2 separate regions of the Cricetulus griseus genome follow, and region 1 is linked to region 2. Evidence: chromatin contacts called from public Micro-C data. All regions are on one chromosome and are shown on one strand. Each heading gives the region's core, a stretch centred on a gene start, on an enhancer-like site or on the middle of the called end of the contact. The rest is flanking DNA. Distances are from core to core; before and after follow the strand shown.

The links. Hi-C and Micro-C count contacts between places; a contact is called where the count stands out from the background.
Region 1: a Micro-C map of the CHO-K1 cell line shows a contact between it and region 2, with 3 times the contacts expected there. The contact joins the promoter of P4hb here to the enhancer-like site in region 2. A contact is called at or near these places in 2 of 8 Hi-C or Micro-C datasets (both in the CHO-K1 cell line).

The regions. Positions count from the first base shown.
Region 1 is chr7:133,060,595-133,063,294 of CriGri-PICRH-1.0, reverse strand. P4hb (prolyl 4-hydroxylase subunit beta) reads left to right here and starts at 1,426. Exons shown (of 11, transcript NM_001246693.2): 1 at 1,426-1,603; 2 at 2,541-2,700. The coding sequence starts at 1,453.
Region 2 is chr7:132,775,537-132,778,401 of CriGri-PICRH-1.0, reverse strand. It overlaps Bahcc1 (BAH and coiled-coil domain-containing protein 1), which reads right to left. Exons shown (of 29, transcript XR_004770886.1): 4 at 893-1,015. Among named protein-coding and RNA genes, the nearest start is that of Bahcc1, 35 kb to the right of the region's middle. Within about 2 kb of position 1,516, at least 2 of the 6 cell types and tissues checked have open chromatin away from gene starts, as enhancers often do. A contact at or near this core is called in the CHO-K1 cell line, where this site is marked.

The sequences.
Region 1 (2,700 bases), core at 177-2,676, 280 kb before region 2:
GGGAGTGGTTCCCTTTCCTAATGACCCTTCACTATCAGGATTGTTTTTATAGTAAGAAGTGCAAAAAGCTGGGCGGTGGTGGTGGCGCACACCTTTAATCCCAGCACTCGGGAGGCAGAGGCAGGTGGATCTCTGAGTTCGACGCCAGCCCGGTCTCCAGAGGGAGTGCCAGGCCAGCCAGGGCTGTTACAGAGAAACCCTGTCTGTCTAGAAACAGGAAGGAAGGAAGGAAGGAAGGAAGGAAGGAAGGAAGGAAGGAAGGGGCAAAACCGAGAGGATGCTAGATGGGAGCGAGTAGAACACTCGGGGTACTCGGGGTGTGTGTGTGTGTGCGCGCGCACAAGTCTGGTGACAGGCGTCGGGCAGTAAGGAAGGAGAAGGGTGCACACAACTGCAACCACAGCACTCGGCAGGCTGGGGCAGAGCTTGGAAAGCATCCATCGCTTCAAGTTCGAGGCCAGTAGGAGTTGCAAGCAAGTCGGGGCAAGAGAGACCCAAACCCAAAAGGAGACGGGGAGTAACGATTACTCTGGACTAAGTCGCGATTAAGATGTGAGTCTCGTACGTGACCTAAAGGCTGGTTTCACAGACGCCAAACTTTCCATTGTTCAGCCCAAACCAACACACAGCCGCCGTTTCCACGCGCAGTCAACCCAGTCTGGCGAGGGGCTTTCTCCATTGCCGCGGACGGAGCCTCGGACCGCTCCGCGCCGGGAAACGTGCCCGCGGCCTGCGGGGACGCCCACTGGCGGGCGACAAGGGACCCCGCGCCCGGGCAGGAGCCGCACGGGCCGCACGCAGACAGGAAATTGCGCCACCTGGCTCTGGCTTCCGGGCGGCGTCGCGGGGGCGGGGCCAGTACGGAAACGCGGTCCAGTCAGAATGCAACACGAGGGGCTTCGGGGGCGCAGGCGCAGCTCCACCCAGGGGCCCGGGACTCCGCCCCCTGCCACGTTCGACGAAGAACCGCGCAGGGTGCGCGCATCTCTCGGCCAATCAGGAGCCGCCGGGCCGGGCCGTGGCCAGCGGCGGCCCCTCCGGGCGTGGGGAAGGCGTGGGAAAAGTCGCCAGTCACAAGTCCAGAAAGAGAAAGTTCGCCTCGGCCAGCCAATCAGAGGCTGGGGAACGCGGCGTGTGAGCGCGCGCGCGCGCGCTGCGGGCCAATCCCGGGCGAGGACGGCAGGGCCTCCGGGTCCTTCCGGGCTCCGCGGCCCGCCTCGAGTGGGTGTCCAGTCCTCGCGCGGAGAGGGTGGGCCTCTCAGCGCCTCGGCCAATCAGACGGCGGGGCGGCGCGCGTGCGCGCGGCGGCTGGCGCGCGCGGCGAGGGGGCGGTGTGGGCGCGTCCCCGGCCCAGGATTTATAAAGGCGAGGTCCGGACCCAGGCGCGCTCTCGTCGCCTTGGCTGTCCCGGCGGCGCCAACCCAACCGCCCCGCCCGCTGCCGACGTCCGACATGCTGAGCCGTTCCCTGCTGTGCCTGGCCCTGGCCTGGGTGGCCAGGGTGGGCGCCGACGCCCCGGAGGAGGAGGACAACGTCCTGGTGCTGAAGAAGAGCAACTTCAAGGAGGCGCTGGCGGCACACAACTACCTGCTGGTGGAGTTCTGTGAGTGAGCCGCGGGCCGGGGCGGGCAGGGCCCCGGGCCCCGACCGCAGCTCAGGCCGCCCTCCGCGGCGCCCAGCGCTGCCCTGTGCGCCCGGCCGCTCTCGGTGCAGTGGCCCGGAGATCCCGGCTTGCCCCGCGGAGCTCAGGCTGGCGGGTCCCCGGCTGCTGCTCTCCGGGAGCACCCTCTGTCAGCTTGGCTTCTTGTAGCCGCCCAGAGAGCATCCTTCTACCTAAAGTGGAAATCGCTGTGTCCAGGGCTCCTGGAGGATGACTGAGAGGCCGAGAGGCAGGAAGGTGTCTTTATGCCCGACGTCCACATGGCCCGATCCTTGTTAGCTGGGAAAAAACAGGATGGGCTGTGTGTGCAGTAGCAATTCCGATAGAACAGGTCCAGCCCCATTAACTGTGCCCACCCTGCGTGTAACCTGCCTCATCCTCCTCACTGGGAAGCAGGCCAGGTCCTAAGCCTTACTTCTGTTTACAAGTATGTGAACTCCAGCACAGCTGCCAAGCTGCCTTGACAGATTGTCACATTTTCACACCAGAAAGAGTAGCTTCGGATAGGCATCTGGGCTCGTTCTTGCTAGGTATAGTGCTGAGCCAGCAACCTTTTAACCTTCCCTGGATTCTTAATGGGAAATCTTAGGGATACATTGACCCTGATTGCTGGGGGCAGTGGGAGGTTACAAGTCAGGACTGTTTTGCTGTGTTGGTGGTCACAGGGCAAAGTAGGGTTGGAGTTGGTTTGTCACTCGTGGCCTCTGTCCTGATCTGATATTGCCCAAGAGCACCAGCTATCAGCTCGGTCTCAGGTATTCGTTAAGAGGGGTTATCTTGGTGTGCTGATAAGGTTTTTATGAAAGGAAGTACAAAGTAGAAAGGGAAGCCATAGACCTGGGTCAAGGACTGTCTTCCAGTGTCCTGCTTTCTTTTTCAGATGCCCCATGGTGTGGCCACTGCAAAGCTCTGGCCCCCGAATATGCCAAAGCTGCTGCAAAGCTGAAGGCCGAAGGCTCTGAGATTCGACTGGCCAAGGTGGACGCCACCGAAGAGTCTGACCTGGCTCAGCAGTATGGCGTCCGTGGCTACCCTACAAT
Region 2 (2,865 bases), core at 267-2,766:
GTTCCTAACGGCTACGGGCAAAAAAGAGGGCACTCTCCTCTACCCCAGGTGGGGCTCCCTAGGGTTTGTGGAAACTGCCTCACTCTCTCTTCACCTACTGCACACCAGTGCCTTGTTACATGGGGACCACCTATGTCTAGCACTACCCCCAAGGCCCCTAACCTCCATCTCTAATCTGGGTTTACCTCCTTTAACAGTACTTACTCAAGTGGTCCCTCCCACAGCCCGGGCTGGAAAACTAGGGCCATTAGGAATACACCCTTCTGTCCTGGTACGCATTTCCTGACACCACTAACTCCGGCCTTACAGGACACCATGTCTGGGTTTATGTCTTATCTCATCATGGGGCCACCTGAAACTGAAGTGGGGCCACTACTCCAATGCCAGCCCACACCACAGAAGAATGTCCCCAAAAGCAAACAGCCCCTCAAAAGCAAAGCACCTTCATCTAGTGACAGGGACGGAAATCTCTGGCTTTAACATCACCACCTCTAGCCAGGAGGAAGCTCAATCACTGCTCCTGCAATGTCTGCTTGAGGAACTACCTCATGCACGGGACAGGGCTGGGGCAGGGGCTCCTGGCAGTCTAGAACTGGCTCAGGCCTAAGAGGAAGTCAGGAGTGCAGTTCCTGTACCCACCCCCGCCCCAACACTTCCTGCCCTGATCCTCCGTTCTAAGGGCAGGTAAAGAGACCTTGTGGGTCAGCATGGTTGCTTCAGAATGCCCTCAACCAGACACTGCACCCGCACCTGGCAGTGGTGCTAGGCTGTCCTCCTCTGGGCCCCACCTAGTCTGGGGAGGAGGGCTCACCTAGTGGGTGGCTTTCACTGGTACCCCTCAAGCTCACCCTCAGCATGCGCTGTACCCTACACCAAACCCCACAGCACTTGCCTTTTTGGGTTCCATAGAAACGATGTTGCCCATAGAGAACATTGCTGTTTCCATGGTGATCCAAGTGGCTCACGGGTAGGAAGGTAGATGCCAGACTCCCCGAAAATCTGGGGTACGCAGGAGCTAGGGAAGCAAAGCACTGGTTGCAGAGACAGCTCTCAGCTCCCTGGCCCTTACCACCCTGACCCCAAGGAGGCAAGAAGCAGGCAGCCCAGGAGCAACACCCCACAGAGCCTGCTCGCAGCCCGCCAGTGGGAAATCAACCCATCAATACATCATATTAACTCTGACTCGACTAATACCATCCCTCCAGTGCAGCACAAATTGAATTGCTGGTGGGTTAGGGGCTGGAGGGGGGGGGGCTGCCTTTGGTTCCCTCCCAGCAATGCTTGGTGTGATAGGAGCTTCCAGGCCAGGCAACAAAGGGGCTTGGAGAAGCGGCTTGAAAGGAGGGGTGCAGCATGGACTCTCCGTGAGTTCTCAGCCAAGGGAGAGCCAAACCAGACAGGGCCTCCAGCCTGCACCCTTCACAGGCACCAGAAAAGCAGATGGTCTTGGTAGAGTTGTGCAGTACCACAGCTGGTCTGGGTGACTCATACTCTAGGTAGCTGAAGCTGGGATGCAGCCGGTTCCCACTTGTTGGAAACCACGGGTCTCTCCCCTCAACTGGCCTCTCTACAGGAACACAGCATCTTATGCCGCTGGCCACAAAGTCCCTGACATGCCACACTGTGTACAAGGCCTCAGCCCTAACTGCTACCTGGCAACTGAGTCGTACTAAGCAGGCCCCTTGTCTGTCCCTCAGAGGCAGCCAAGGGTCTAAAGGGCTGTGCCTACATGACATAATAACACTAACCACAGCCTAGAGCTGATCCCACCCTGCTGACATTGGGCTCTTGTTACCCTTTTCCTTCTCCCCTGACTCCTGAGGTCCCAGTCTGCAAGAGCAAAGGCTGAGCCCTGACAGCAAGCCTTGGGAAGGGGCACAAAAGCTGTAGCACTGGGTGCTGGAGAGATGGCTCAGGGGTAAAGAACACTGGCTGTTCTTGCAGAGGACCAGGGCTCAATTCCCAGCACCAACAGAGTGGTTCACAACCATCCACAACTCCATTTCCAGGGAGCCCAACACCCACTTCTGATCTCAGAGGGTACCAGGCACACATGCAGGCAAAATACTCATACATGTAAAACAGAATCAGTACATCTAAGATATTTTTAAAAAGGAAAGAGCGGCAGGGTTGCACAGGCTTCTCTTGGGAAGCTCAGAGCTGGAGACTCAGAGTCACCAGCCCCTAGGGTTGTGGCTTCTTGGCTGGTTCCTCCCATCAGGCCTGACAGGAGCTTGGAGACCTGGACCTCCATCAAACCAGCCAAGGAGTCTTGGCTGCTGGTAGTTACTGACCCTACCACTGTTGTCACCAAGACAGCTGCTAAGATATGGGGAGGGGAACTTATGTCTTCTCCAGCTCAGGCAGCTAGCTTTCTCTGTTAAATGGGGTGAGGGATCTTTCAGGAGATTGGATCAGACTAAAGTTATCCATATGAGGGACTAGATTGTCAGTCAACTCAGTATGAATCTAAAGGCCAGCTGTGGGTGCACGGGGTTGGGGCGCCCCGGGGCCTCTGCGAGCATTAGGCAGAGCCTCCCTGGGGGTGAACTGGGAAACCTGAAGGACTGATCAACTCAGAGATGTTCTGCAGGCAGGCAGGCAGGCAGGCAGGCAGGCAGGCAGGCAGGCAGGCAGGCAGGCAGGCATTTCCCCACAGTATAGAACAAACTAGGTGGGCCTGGGTGGGGCTCTGTATGTCTGCTGCTCTGGACATATAACCATGGCCAGGCATCAGGGCTCTCACAGTGTCACAGTGAAGTCACTGACAAGGCTCGCAGCCCAGCTTCGCTCAGCCTTGCTTTACTTGGCTTCCCTGAATCTTTTGCCACAGAACTACCAGGCGGTTGAGGTGGGGACACCTTT